3 separate regions of the Mus musculus genome follow, and regions 2 and 3 are each linked to region 1. A link is a contact called in public ChIA-PET and promoter capture Hi-C data. All regions are on one chromosome and are shown on one strand. Each heading gives the region's core, a stretch centred on a gene start, on an enhancer-like site or on the middle of the called end of the contact. The rest is flanking DNA. Distances are from core to core; before and after follow the strand shown. Region 1 holds the start of Tfrc (transferrin receptor). Region 2 overlaps Pcyt1a (phosphate cytidylyltransferase 1, choline, alpha isoform). Region 3 overlaps Muc4 (mucin 4).

Region 1 (4,859 bases), core at 1,100-3,599:
CTTTTGATCTATGACCTTAACTTTGAGCTGGAAGCTGGAAGATAAGCAGATACTAGCCAGACTTTTCATTAAAAAATAAGCCATGCAATGGTTCTGACAAGCACATTTCATTTCAAATTCTGAGTTCACACAAAAGGAAGTTCCTTAATTGAGGGCCCGATCTAGATCCTCAAAATTAGTGCCGGCCCTGTTCTTTTAAGTCCTACTTCTTTACTACTGCAGTTGTAGCTCCCTGACCACCTATGAGATCCTTGACTTCTCTCCCAATCTTTATTTATTTATTTATATTTTGGTTTTTTGAGACAGGGTTTCTCTGTGTATCCCTGGCTGTCCTGGAACTCACTCTGTAGACCAGGCTGGCCTCGAACTCAAAAATCCACTTGCCTCTGCCTCCCAAGTGCTGGGATTAAAGGAATGGACCACGACTGCCCAGCTGTTGAGATGTTTTAAAGACAGGCTCTTACTCTTCAGCACTAGCTGACCTCAAACTCAGTGATCCACCTGCCTCTGCCTTACCCCCCAGTGCTGGGACCAAAGGTGTGTGGCACCATGCCCGACTGCAAAGGTTTTAGTTTTAAGAGCCTACTTTGCTGGGTGTGGTGGCACTTGCCTTTAATCTTATCACTCTCCAAACAGAAGCAGGTGGATCTGAGTTCAAGGCTACCCATGGATTCATAGGGGAGACCTTCTTTGGGAAATTGAAAAGGCAATAGGAAATAGGTAGCAGGTTTTCATTTCCATAGTTTTCTGAATAGCAACCAAAAGGTCAAAACCACTTGAGGTCACTGAAGTTTATTTTGTATAGCACTCATCTGGGAGAGAAGGAAATCACTTACACATAGTAGACCCAAGGCCTGAGGGTCGTTTAATTAACTTTCATTGTTGTCTAACCCAAATTTAGCCCATAATCTTGCCCTATTATAAATAAGCACATTGCCACAAGCATATAACTACTTAGCCTTAGGGTGGGGTTAGGCAGACAGATCTAACCAGTCAACACAGGCCAGGTTCACAGCCACCATTCCTTGACAACATCCTCTCTCAAAGTAAAAAGTATTATGCTCTCTATATAAAAAACAGCTGATATTGGATTCCTGTATAAAGCAGTTTATTATAATCCTTAACAGAAAATAAATGCAAGTGGACCCACACAAGCTAAATCCCGTTTTCTTTGTAGATAACATCCTGAATCAGCTTAAATGTCTTTGTCAAAGAGGTCATATTTCACAGCTCAGAGCCAACTCATCTAATCTTAGAATAAAAGTATCAGGTAGCCGAGAATTTCTGTAACACAACTATTTCCCACTTAAATCCTATTTAAAAAAAAATAGCACAGAATAGCCGAGAATTTCTGTAACACAACTATTTCCCACTTAAATCCTATTTTAAAAAAATAGCACAGAAACTGAACAGCAATCCAGTCCAGTCTTCTGCCTAAGTATAAGGAGATCATTTCATTTTACGCTCGGGACAAAGTGTGCTAACTGAAAAATTTGCAAATGCAGTTTTCTTACCCTCAAACACCATTTTAGAGAGCTGTCCAACACCAGGGTGCACGCTGGTTCTCTACAGCTAGTTCTAAAAGAGCTCGTACAAAGAGGTCGTATTTCTACGTTCTCCCATCTTAGGAGATGCTAGAGACGTTCTTAGTATTACCTGCAGCGTTCAGACCTATTCTGCCCTAGAAAAATGAGATTCCACACGCTGGGCCAAGAGGGAGAGACTGGCAAAAAAACCGACCAGGTGGTGCCGAAGTTCCAACGTGCAGTTATTGGAAGCTCCCCCCGCCCCTCTAAATGTCCGTGACACTAGTAACCGAATAGAAAACAGCTTTGTCCTTTTCAGCTGTGACGCCCTCCTGCGAGGGGCCCCAAGGTCACCCACGTACCCCGACAGCCGTTCCCTGGGGCGACTTCCTCCAGCCGCCACCACGTGCTCCCGGCGGAACAAGCCTGCGCCTCAGCGTGGTGACTCTCGAACCCGCGGCCTAGCACTGGCCTGCGAAGGCCCGGAGGACCCGAGGGGCGCAGGGTACAGCGGCTCCCCACACCCACCGCGCTGCACCTGCAACCCGCGCTCCTCAGCCCCGGACTCCGCGACACCCCTCCGCCTCCCCGCCCGCACCACCCAGGCCCTGGCGTCTCGCTCTGGTCCGCCCGCCACGCGAGGACCACGATGGGCCGTGCCGCTGACAAGGGAGTCACTCACTAGGAAGCGCCTCTACAGTCCGCAATGCAGCAGCCCGCGCTCCGCACGCCTTCTGAAGGCAGCGCTGCCTCCCACCCAAAGCTTATAGCTCGGCCCCACCCCCCGGCCGGCCCTCTGGATCTACGTCACTTCCTTCCGCACGTACACCTACCGAGGTGCTCCCCCAAGACCGCTGGAGGCGAACTGCGCGCGCAGCCAGTGCGTGCGCGGAGTAGCCTAGAAAAGGCGCCAAGGCGGCAGGTGTCGGGAGAGCGCGTGCGATTGGCTGCGGCTCGCTTTCTCCACCGCACCCCTCCCCCGCCGTGTCTTTGGAGTTGGCCTGTCGCCCTCCGCCTAACCTTGACCGACACCCAACCCTGCGGTGCAAGTTCGAAAGTATCAGCCTTTACTCTTTAAAATATTCCTACTTGCAGGCTTAGGTCTCCGCCAAAACCATATCCTAAAGACGAGTTTTTGCAGCTCAGAGATGCTTTAAAGGAAAAACTTTAAAGCAAAACTGCAAATCTTTTTTTTTTTTTTTTTTAGATTTTAACAAGCAGCGCTTAAGCCAAGCAAAGAGCTACCAGTGCTCACTATGTTCAGCCTATGGAAGGGAAATAGGAACCAATGATTTACTAGGGTGATAAAGTTGTAGATTAACTTGCATGTTTATCGCCATTATTGCTTTTAGAGGGTTGTTGCAATGCATAGCAAATAAAAGGAGTTCTGTTAAAACTGCAAACGTTCACACTCTTTTCTTCCTATCTGTACTTTACTGCCCAGCCTGTGGTAAATTTACAAATAACAAAGAGAGTGGTATCTTAAACCACAACAGGACTACAGATAGCGCGCTCCCAGATGGAGCCCTTAGGGACCCTGGGAATGTCTTTTAAAGTACTAATCTACTTCCCAGCCACGAATTTGACCTTTGGCTTATCTGCTCTAAAATTCAACGCGTATTTGGGATTTACTAACTGCTGGTCCCTTTAGACCCTTCTTTGTCCAAATTGTACTACTCCAGAAAATATATATAAAGCCAGAGCACACAGCCATTGAGAGATCTCTGAAATTCAGACCATAAGCAGGTCTTGGTGGCACAGGCCTTAATTCCAGTGAAAGGCAGAGCAGGCATATCTCTTGAGTTCAGGCCAGCCTGGTCTACATAGAGAGTTCCAGAACAACCAGGGCTACAAAAAGAAACCCTGTCTAAAAACAATAAAACAAAAAACAAAAAAGGAAGAGGAAGAGGAAGAAGAGGGGGTAAGGAAGAGGAGGAGGGAGAGGGGGATGGGAGAGAAGAGGAAGAGGAAGGGGAAGAGGAAGAGGAAGAAGAAAAAAAAAAGAAGAAATAATGATTCCGGCTATAGACTGAGTCCCTGTAAGAGAAGCACAGAAGCACACAGCAGTGTTTGGTACCCCCATAGCTCAGAATTTGGAGCAGAAAGATGGGTGACTTCCAGGCCAGCTTAGGCTGTACAGCAAGAACCTCCATCTCAAAAAACAAATGAAAACAATGATGGCAGTTTGAAGTGAAGGTCTTTCTGTTTCACTTAAATTTTTTATTCTATTTTTAGTGTGTGTGTGTGTGTGTGTGTGTGTGTGGTTATGAACCTGGGTGCTCATGAAGTCAGAGGACAATGTTTGGGAGTTGGTTGCCTCCCATCTTGTGCAGGATCAAACATAGGTATTTACTGGGCCATCTTATGGCAAAAAAAAAAAAAAAAATTTTTTTTCTTAAAGACTGGGTCTCGGGGAGATGGGAGAGGAAGTTTGTGGAGGGGAAACTGGGAAAGAGGATAACATTTGAAATGTAAATAAATAAAATATCCAATAAGAAGAAAGAAAGGGAGAGAGAGAGAGAGGGAGGGGGAGAGGGAGACTTGATCTCATGTAGCCCAGGCTGGTCTAATCCTCCAGTCTCCATCTCCAAAGTGCTGGGAGTACAAGCCTATGCTACTACACCCAGGATGCTAAAGAAGGAGCCCGGGGCATCCTGGGTGGTAGGCAAGCTCTCTACTAACTGAGCTGCACCAAGCCTGGGGTGAAAATTTGATACCTTTGTGAAAATAAATAAATAAATAAATAAATAAATGGTTTAGGAAATGCAATTGAATACTATTTGTTTCTATGGAATTGCAAGTAGTAGTTTTATACTAACTAACAGAAATTATAAAGTCAACATCAAAGAGAATGCCAATATTTTTCTTTTCACACTTGATCTTAGCCAAAAGGCCGAGAAGTGGTAATAATTTTCTTTTCATGCATTATCGAGTGATAGTGGACTCGATATGATTAACTCCCCCACTAACCCCTTTTGCCGGGAGGTTTGCAGGCTCCCCCTCCTCTGCAACCTCAAGAAAATGAATGGTAATTTGTCTTCCTTTGTTGCAGAGCTTGTATATAACAGAATAGAAAAGAAACCATTTCTTTTGCCTCCTATTCTATACATTCACCTATTTTGTCATGGATTGTCATTTCTTGTTAGCATGACAACCAAAGTGAGCGTTTTCTCTTCTACTCCAGGAGGCTCAGTAGTTTACAGGATTGAAATGAAACATGCTTGGTTAGCTTTTAATGCCATCTCTGTGAGCCTGGTCTACATAGTGGACACCAGGACATCCAGAACCACTTAGTGAGGCCATGCCGGTGGGGGCAGGGTGGGGGTGGGGGCC
Region 2 (4,859 bases), core at 672-3,171, 150 kb after region 1:
TTATTTATTTAATGTATGCGAGTACACTGTAGCTGTACAGATGGTTGTCAGCCTTCATGTGGTTCTTGGGAATTGAATTTTTAGGACCTCTGCTTGCTCCAGTCAACCCTGCTCACTCCAGTCGGCCCGCTCGCTCAGGCCCAAAGATTTATTTATTATTATACTATGTATAGTACAGGTACACTGTAGCTGGCTTGAAATACACCAGAAGAGGGCATCAGATCTCATTATTGAAGAGCAGTCAGTGCTCTTACCTGCTGAGCCATCTCGCCAGCCCAGAGGTTTAGATTTTTAAAATAGCTCTATCCATAAACATGTAATATTTAAACTGAGAAATCATACATTGCTGATAGGAACATAATTCAGCAACCTTTATCAAAGACAAATGGCAAATGCTTGGCTCCTTCGAGCCAGCCACTGTCACTCCAGGACACGGTCTTTCAGACATACTCTCACTGTGGCGTTGTTTGCAATAGCAAAGGTGTGGAGACAACACTTTACTGGAAAACTGAGCCCATGACATGGTGCAGGAGCCATAAGCTAGGTACTTGGACAGACACAAGAAGCTGATCGTCCTGGTTGCTGTTAAGAGAGACGTGATGGCGGGGAGACAGGCTGAGAGGAAGACTTCTCAATCTGCGTTCTTTCAGTGCTGTGGGTGCCACATCAGGTTATAATACAGGAAATACATTCTTACTGAAATTTTTGCTTTTATCTAGTATGTGTGTATGGGTATAAAAGAAAGAGACAGAGAGCAAGCATATGCAAGCACACCATGGAGACACATAGAGAACAGAGGACACTTGTGGGAGCCACTGTGTGGGGTCTGGGGACTGAACTCAGGCTGATGGGCTTGGCGGCAAGCTCCTTTACCTATGAATCAATCTTGCTGGCCCAAACATTAGAATTAAGTAAAACAGGACAATATAATAGAAAATAATAAGTGTGTTTCTTCCTTCCTTTGAGATAGGGTTTCTCTGTGTAGCTCTGGCTGTCCTGGAACTTACTCTGTAGATCAGGCTGGCCTGGAACTTACTCTGTAGATCAGGCTGGCCTCGAACTCAGCGAGATCCTCCAAGCCTCTGCCTCCGGAGTGCTGAGATTAAAGGTTTGTGCTGCTGCCACCTGCTGTGGTTTTCTTTTGATACTAAGAATTAAAAACCCAGGGATCCCTGCACCTGCTTTACCATGGAGCTATGGCATTGTCCTATTGATGTTTATTTACTATTGTCCTATAACGTAAAGGTTAGCTCAAGTTGTCAACCAGCTTCCTTCCTTTTTAAACTTGGTTTATTTACCTACAGGACAAAATAAAATAAAACGTGAGTTGAGAATCAGCTGAGCAGTGGTAGCTCATGGCTTTAATCCCAGTACTCCTGCAAAGGCAGGAGGATCTCTTGAGTTTAAGGTTAGCCTGGGTTTATAGAGTAAGTTCCAGGACAGCCCAGGTTACACAGAGGAAACCGTGTCTCGAAAACAAAACAACAACAACAAAAACCATGAGTTGTTTTTTTTATCTACTTTTAATCCAAGAATTCATGAAGAAACTAACACTGGGTTTTCTGAAGCAAGGCTTGAGGGGCTATGACACCCTTTTACTTGATCCTAAAAGGCAGACTAGACGGTAAAAGCTACGAACATATTGTAGAATAGCCACAGCAAAGCAAGGGGTGGTCTGGCCGAGTAATCACTGTCTAGGGAGGGAAAAGCGGAATGTTACTCAGGAAGACTATTTGCCAGCACAATAAAACACAGCTGACCTTTCCCAAGCAACACGCACCTACACTTCTGCAGTGCCCCTTCCAAGTGCTCCACCGCAGCAGTATCCTGAGGAAGGCCTCACCTCCAGGCTCTGAGGGGAGCAATACGCATGACCATTTTAGCCAAATGGTCAGAAGGGGTCACTGTTGCAAAAGTCTCCGGAGAAGCAAGCACCAATAAGCCACACCCTGATTGGCAACTGTCTCATCTTGTTGAGAGCAACTGCCAGTCACTCTCTGGTTATAAATAAGGTGGCTGCATTACTCTTGCTAAGCAAGCAGATGCCTTCCCCAGCCAGGCAAAACCCAGTTTCAATTCACTGTCTACTGAGATATTCTGTCAATCAGTCACTACACACTGAACCCACAGTCTGAGGAGAGCTAAGCCTGTGCTCTTCCTCAGCGTCACACCCTCAGCCTACCACCACACATATTTTCAGTTTTTGAAATTACCAAGATGATATGTGGATAATCTAACAACACTCTGGGTAACTGTGCAGAGATCTGAGTAAGGTATTCTGAACGTGTGTCGTTATGCTATACATAAAAAGTTCCTGACTCATCAGATTTTATCCCATGGTTGAATGTGAAACATGAACTGTCCGTTGGCATTTTGAAATTTGACCTCCAGGCCAGTGAAATGACTCGGTGGATAAAGGTACTTGCCACCAAGCCTACCAACTTGAGTTCAGTTCCCAAGACATACGGTAGAAGGAGAGAACCAACTTCTGAAAGTTGTCCCTCATCTCAACATGCACACATAGACATACACACAAAATAAGTAGAGAAATGTAATTTTTTAAAAATTTAAGAGGCTACATAGTGAAAACCTGTCCCATTAAATAACAAATTAATTAAATTCGCTTCATGAATTAGAAAGGTAGTATAAGATGAGTCATATCTAGATACTTTTTTTTTTTTTTTTTTTTTTTTTGGGTTTTCGAGACAGGGTTTCTCTGTACAGTCCTGGCTGTCCTGGAACTCACTTTTTAGACCAGGCTGGCCTCGAACTCAGAAATCCGCCTGCCTCCGCCTCCCGAGTGCTGGGATTAAAGGCGTGAGCCACCACGCCCGGCTAAATACTTTTTGCATAAAAAGAATAATCTCAGGGGCTAGTATTTGTTGTTGTTTTAGGACTCTAGGTATTATAATAATAAATACAGCCAATGGGTCCTGGGATCCCCTAGCCAGAATGACATTGTCTAGCACCATTTCCAGTCACACTTTACTATTCATTACTTAGAAAAAAAACCATAAACACAATTAAGAAGTAATCACAGTGCACAACTTTTAATCCCAGTACTTGGGAGGCAGATCTCTGTGGGTTACAAGGCAACACAGAGAGACACTGTCAAAAACAAACCAAACCAAACTACAATCACCTTTAATCCCAAGGCTGGCACAGGGGTCAAGGAACAGAGGCAGGTGGCTCTTTGAGTTCCAGGTCAGCCTGGTCAGGTCTACAGAGTTCCAGGCCAACCAGGAACAAGGATGAGAGGTAAAATTCATAAACTCATTGCATATGTGCGAGACTGTATTGTGGTTGTAATGACCTCTTACTCTTTGTGCTTGCCTGGAGTTAAGTTCAGCCCTATATTGGTAGAATAGATAGCATACTTATCATGGTAATCAGAACAGGAAAAAGATTAGAAAAAAGTAAAGAAAGAATGGGAGATTTATAAAAAAGAAGGAATAGCTGCCTGACTGCTTATATGACTTAGCATTTACCACAAATGCTTATGAGATGTTTCATTTGTGTGGGTAGGTAGTCTATTTTGTTCCTTTTATTTGTTTGTTTTTTGTGTTTTACCTGCATATATGTCTTTCCGGTTTTTTGTTTGTTTGTTTGGTTGGTTGGTTGGTTGATTGGTTGGTTTTAGTTTTTTTTCAAGACAGGGTCTCACTATTTAGCCCTGGCTTTCCTGGAACTCACTCTTGTAGACCAGGCTGTACTTGATTTTAGAGATATGTTTGCCTCTACCTCCTGAGTGCTGGAATTTAAAATGTGCACCACCACACCCAGCTGTGTCTGTATATCTTGTGCATGCACTGCCCACAGAGGCCAAAAAGGGTGTCAAGTCCCTGAAACTGGAGTCAATGGGTGTGATGTTTGTATATGCTTGGGCCAGGGAGTAGCACTATTAGGAGGTGTGGCATTTTGGAGTAGGTGTGTCACTGTGGGTGTGGGCTTTAATACCCTTTGTCCTAGGCTGCCTGGAAGCCAGCCTTCAGATGAAGATGTAGAACTCTCAGCTCTGCCTGCACCATGCCTGCCTAGATGCTGCCCTGCTCCTACCTTGATGATAGACTGAACCTCTGAACCTGTAAGCCAGCCCCACTTAAATGTTGTCCTTTATAAGACTTGTCTTGGTCATGGTGTCTGTTCACAGCAGTAAAACCCTAATTAAGACAATGGATAAGTTATTTTTTTCTGTGAGGTTGGGTGGCTTTTTGAGACAGTGTCTCAACTTCAGTCTGGCCTCAAATTTGCTTTGTGATAGCCAAAGATGATTTGAAATGATCCTCCTGCCTCTACTTCCAAGCTGAGATTACAGGTGTAATTGTAGTTGACTGACACCATGAGAAAGAATTGTGGAAAAAATGCTGAGGCTAGGAAAAGTATATGACAGTATATTAATTATTTGGATATTTGTAAAAACAGACATAATCACAGGGCAAGAAATACAGGCTCTAGGTTTGATTTCTCTGCCTCACAAAAAACCAAATAAGCAAACAAGTCATAATTCAGCTAGAGCTAGCAAGATTCTTGTCTTGTCTTTTCTGCCACCCCGGGGATCAAACCCAGGTCCTTGAACACACTAGGCAGGCAACCTACCAATGAGCGACATTCTCAGCCATCAGGCTAATAGTTGTGATATTTTTTATTTGTTTTTCTGTTTCATGACCACTAAGCCAACAACCCACGAAACAAATGCATAACAAGGAAAACAATGTAGAGTTTTATAGAGTGAAGAAGTCACCCCTCCAGCAGAGCACTGAGGCAGACTAGCATGCTGAACACTACAGCAAATAAAACAGTTAAGCAGTTACTTACACGGAGTTCCCCTGCAGGCTTCTTCCATAGTCACCCTGACATAG
Region 3 (4,859 bases), core at 777-3,276, 140 kb before region 1:
CACTGTTGACATGTTCTGGGATGAAGGTGAGACCTGTGTGGTGGCAGGTGTAGAACCTTGAGTCCTTCCTGCTGTTGTGTGTCTTGTGTCTCCTGAGGTACTTTGAGTGGAGGATGTTGTGGATAACATGTGTGTTGTACTTGGAGCTGAGCTGTTTATGTTGAGAGCATGTGAAGTGGTTGTCTTGCCGGGAGAGATTGTTCTTTGGGAACTTGTCTCTGTCTGAATTTGGTCACCTGAGGTGCCTGAAGGAGTTGATGTGGTTACCACTGGGCTTGTGGTAGTTTGAGGATTGCTGCTGGTCCCCTTGCTTCCAGTGTGTTGGCTCTGAGGAAGGGTTGACAAAATTTGAGTTGAGGTGATGGGTGTTGACACTGTTGACATGTTCTGGGATGAAGGTGAGACCTGTGTGGTGGCAGGTGTAGAACCTTGAGTCCTTACTGCTATTGTGTGTCTTGTGTCTACTGAGGTACTTTGAGTGGAGGATGTTGTGGTTAACATGTGTGTTGTACTTGGAGCTGAGCTGCTCATGATGGAAGCATATGAGGTGGTTGTCTCACCAGGAGAGATTGTTCTTTGGGAACTTGTCTCTGTCTGAATTTGGTCACGTGAGGTGGCTGAAGGATTTGATGTGGTCACCACTGGGGTGGTGGTAGTTTGAGGATTGCTGCTGGTCCCCTTGCTTCCAGTGTGTTGGCTCTGAGGAAAGGTTGACAAAATTTGAGTTGAGGTGATGGGTGCTGACACTGTTGACATGTTCTGGGATGAAGGTGAGACCTGTGTGGTGGCAGGTGTAGATCCTTGATTCGTTAATGTTGTAGTGTGTCTTGTGTCTACTGAGGTACTTTGAGTGGAGGATGTTGTGGATAACATATGTGTTGTACTTGGAGCTGAGCTGCTCATGATGGGAGCATATGAGGTGGTTGTCTCACCAGGAGAGATTGTGTTTTGGGAACTTGTCTCTGTCTGAATTTGGTCATGGGTGGTGGCTGAAGGAGTTGATGTGGTCACCTCTGTGGTGGTGGTAGTTTGAGGATTGCTGCTGGTCCCCTTGCTTCCAGTGTGTTGGCTCTGAGAAAGGGTTGACAATTTGTGAGTAGAGGTGATGGGTGTTGACACTGTTGACGTATTCTGGGATGAAGGTGTCAATGAGGTCTGTGTGATGGCAGGTGTAGAACCTTGAGCTGTTACTGATGTTGTTTGTCCTGTGTCTACTGAGGTACTTTGATTGGAGGATGTTGTGGATAACATGTGTGTTGTACTTGGAGCTGAGCTGCTCATGCTGGGAGCATGTGATGTCCTTTTCTCGCCAGGAGAGTTTGTTCTTTGGGAACTTGTCTCTGTCTGAATTTTGTCACGTGAGGAGGCTGAAGGAGTTGATGTGTTCACCTTGGTGTTTGTGGTTGTTTGAGATTTGCTGCTGGTCCCCTTGCTTTGAATATGTTGGCTGTAAGAAGATGTTAATTCCTGAGTAGACGTGCTGTGTGTTGGCAATTTCTGGGATGAAGGTGTCATCGAGACCTGTGTGGTGTCAGGTGTAGAAACTTTAGTAGTTATTGCCTTTGTTTGTTTTGTGTCTACTGAGGTACTTTTTGTGGAGGGCATTGTGGTTAGTATCTGTGATGTCTTTGGTGGTGAGCTTCTCATGTTCGGAGCATGTGAGGTGGTTGTCTCACCAGGAGAGATTGTTTTTGGGGAATTTGTCTCTGTCTGAATTTGGTGAAGTGAGGAGGCTGAAGGGGTTGATGTGGTCACCTCTATGGTTGTGGTGGTTTGAGGTTGTCTGCTGGTGTCCATGCTTTCAGTGTGTTGGTTCTGAGGAAGGGTTGACATTTTTTGACTTGAATTGATGAGTGTTGACACTGGTGACAGTTTTTGTGGTGTAGATGTTGTTGAGACTTTCGTGGTATGTGTTGTAGAGTTCTGAGTAATCCTCAGAGTTGTGTTTCCTGGAGCAGAGTCTGTAGAGGATGTTTGGGTGAGCACTTCTGTTGTAGTTAGTGATGTACTGCTGACACCAGAAGTAGATGGCTTGGTTCTTTTATCTGAAGATGATGTCACTTGAGACATTGTCTGTGCAGGAGTTGAGTCACTTGTAGAGGTTGAAAGAGTTGATGTGACTATGTTGACTTGAGATTTGCTGCTGGTCTGCTTGCTTCCAGTGTGTTGTCTCTGAGTAAGAGTTGAGGTGATGGGTGTTGACACTGTTGACATATTCTGGGATGAAGGTGTCAGTGAGACTTGTGCGGTGGCAGGTGTTAAACCTTGAGTTGTTATTGCTGTTGTGTGTCCTGAGTCTACTGAGGTACTTTCTGTGGAGGATGTTGTGGTTAACATGTGTGTTGTACTTGGAGCTGAGCTGCTGATACTGGGAGCATGTGAGGTGGTTGTTCCATCAGGAGAGATTGTTCTTTGAGAACTTGTCTCTGTCTGTATTTGGTCACGTGAGGAGGCTGAAGGAGTTGATGTGGTCACCTCGGTGGTTGTGGTGGTTTGAGGTTTGCTGGTCTCCATGCTTGTAGTATGATGGCTCTGAGAAACTGTTGTTATGGAACTTGGAGTATCCCTTGTTGATGTTTGTTCTGTTTTACTTGTCCTTCTGTCAGAAGATGTTGATGAGGTCGATGCTTGTGAGCTCATTTGGGATGTTCTGGTGCTGCTGGAAAGGGACATGGGTGTCTGTGTTGATGTTGTTGCTAGAGCATCTTCTTGAAATAAAACAAACAACGACTTTATTATCTTGCAGAATTTGTTTAGATAAATGGTAACTTCTAACTGAATTCTTTCATTCAGCTAACAATCCTTTTAACTTCTCTACATACTGATTTCTGTGTAGTTTCACTTACTTAACCACAGTTATGAGTTCTGCACACAAGTACACACCAATTTACTGATAAATAGTGCAGTAACTTGCGATGGTGTTTTGCTTGCATTATTGATGTTTTTGAAAACTAGTTACATCTGATGGATCCCATGAAACCTGGACATTCCTCAGGTTAAACTGGGAAGCCAAGAGCCATCTGCCACGTCTACAACACTATATTATTAAAGCACGCACACAGATCATGTGATCAAAAGCTCTCCAATTAAAGCTGTGCAGGAGGGTGAGCAGCACATCACAGCCCTGTCTTACTGAGTTTAAAGGCATCTTTAGGAATCCAGAGAAATATTTTCTGTTAGTAACTTTTATCATGAGAATGAAAGAATCCATCTAAATCATGCATCCAGCTTGCCTCAATTGCATTCATCTTCAGCAATACAGGTAGAAAATACAGTGTTCAGGTTTTTTTCCTTCCCAGAGGAAAGGGACCCAAAAAAAGAAAAATACCTAGGACCTATGAGAATCTTAAGAGATAGCTCAGCAGTTAAGAGCACCGAATGCTCTTCCAGAGGTTCTGAATTCCATTCCCTGCAACCACATGGGGGTTCACTACCATCTTTTATTGGATCTGATGCCCCCTTCTCGTGGGTCTGAAGACAGCTACAATCTGAAGATGAGTTGCAGTGTACTCATATATACAATATAAATAAATAAATCTTTAAAAATCACAACAGGGGGTTAGAGGACATCCTATCCACCCCATTTTATGGATGAGCAGTGACACTTCTCTAAAAGAATTGTGCAGTACATGTGGCCTGCCGAGTCCTTCAGGACAGCCTGTTTCCTAGTAGGAGAGAGAGAGAGAGAGAGAGAGAGCACTGAGTAAATAAAACCATAAGTAAGCCAGGATGGGGCAGCAGTTACAGCATGCATGGGTTAGTGCAGCCAGCACTTAATGTAGAAAGCATGCTTACATCCACGCATGCCTTTGGTTTTCACAACATCTGCATAAGTAAGGGTCATTATCCCCCCAATTTTCTAAATGACTAGAGACTGAGACCTGACTTTTCCAAAACTTCCAGCTCTTCCTGGGAAGCCAAGACCAATACCCCAGCTCTTCAGAGTTCTCCACATCGTTCCCTGCTCTATTCAAAGTTCTGGAGAACAGACGCCCTGGAGCTCAGTGAGCCAGACCCAGCCTGGAGAGGAAGAGGGAGCTTGGGGACAAGAATGGAATAGAGGCAACAGCAGAGTAGGAAGTGCAGAGCCCTGAAAGATTCACTCAAAGTACCAGGCGGTCTTATGTCTTAGAGAGGGTGACCACAGTGTAGATCCTGCTGCTTCATCCACAGCACAATTGGCAGTGTGGAAATTCTACAGGTTACGAGACAGGAGCAGTGGCCATGAGCACGTGCTTCTCTTGCAGAGAACGGGGTTGAGTCCCCCAAGTTCCACATCCAGCAACTCAGTCTCCTATGACTTCAGCCCCAGTGGATCTGCTCTCTGCAGGGACCTGCACCCCCATGCACCCCAACATACATACATACATACATACATACATACATACATACATACACATACATACATACATGACTACGAATAAAAACTATAAATCAGGCAGTGGCCGTACACACCTCTTATCCCAGCATTTAGGAGGCAGATGCAGGCAAATCTCTATGAGTTCGAGGCCAGCCTGGTCTACAGAGCAAGTTCCAGGACAGCCTAGGCTACACAGAGAAACCTTGTCTCAAAATAATAATAATAATAATAATAAAACATTTTAAAATATTCTAGATGTTGGGAAACAAGAGAATAGCCAAAGGCGGCTGACCTGAGTAGCATCCATGTGGAAATACTATGCCTAACTCCTGTAATACATAAATCAATACAAACTACTAAAACAATTTTTAAATTCTTTTTTTGTTGTTGGTTTTTGTTGTTGTTTTGGGTTTTTTGTTTGTTTGTATTTTCAAGACAGGGTTTCTCTATATAGCCCTGGCTGTCCTGAAACTCACTCTGTAAACCAGACTGGCCTTGA

The links. Promoter capture Hi-C pulls out the DNA fragments that hold promoters and counts their contacts. ChIA-PET counts read pairs in DNA pulled down with a chosen protein or histone mark.
Region 2: a contact with region 1 is called in a promoter capture Hi-C map of neural stem cells. The contact joins the enhancer-like site here to the promoter of Tfrc in region 1. A contact is called at or near these places in 1 of 39 promoter capture datasets (neural stem cells), 3 of 484 Hi-C or Micro-C datasets (LSK cells, cardiomyocytes and myeloid progenitors), 4 of 115 datasets of contacts at active chromatin or transcription factors (the SCID.adh cell line, embryonic stem cells and forebrain) and 3 of 9 other capture datasets (adipose tissue, liver and pancreatic islet).
Region 3: an RNA polymerase II ChIA-PET map of memory CD8 T cells shows a contact between it and region 1, with 44 read pairs. The contact joins the enhancer-like site here to the promoter of Tfrc in region 1. A contact is called at or near these places in 1 of 39 promoter capture datasets (the 3T3-L1 cell line), 3 of 115 datasets of contacts at active chromatin or transcription factors (effector CD8 T cells, memory CD8 T cells and pancreatic cancer cells) and 1 of 9 other capture datasets (adipose tissue).

The regions. Positions count from the first base shown.
Region 1 is chr16:32,606,386-32,611,244 of GRCm38.p6, reverse strand. It overlaps Tfrc (transferrin receptor), which reads right to left and starts at 2,349. Exons shown (of 19, transcript NM_011638.4): 1 at 2,209-2,349.
Region 2 is chr16:32,455,268-32,460,126 of GRCm38.p6, reverse strand. It overlaps Pcyt1a (phosphate cytidylyltransferase 1, choline, alpha isoform), which reads right to left. Exons shown (of 9, transcript NM_009981.4): 3 at 4,816-4,859. Among named protein-coding and RNA genes, the nearest start is that of Pcyt1a, 27 kb to the right of the region's middle. Within about 2 kb of position 1,921, at least 29 of the 459 cell types and tissues checked have an H3K27ac peak or open chromatin away from gene starts, as enhancers often do. A contact at or near this core is called in myeloid progenitors and neural stem cells, where this site is marked.
Region 3 is chr16:32,748,043-32,752,901 of GRCm38.p6, reverse strand. It overlaps Muc4 (mucin 4), which reads right to left. Exons shown (of 27, transcript NM_080457.3): 2 at 1-2,705. Among named protein-coding and RNA genes, the nearest start is that of Muc4, 15 kb to the right of the region's middle. Within about 2 kb of position 2,026, at least 23 of the 459 cell types and tissues checked have an H3K27ac peak or open chromatin away from gene starts, as enhancers often do. A contact at or near this core is called in effector CD8 T cells and memory CD8 T cells, where this site is marked.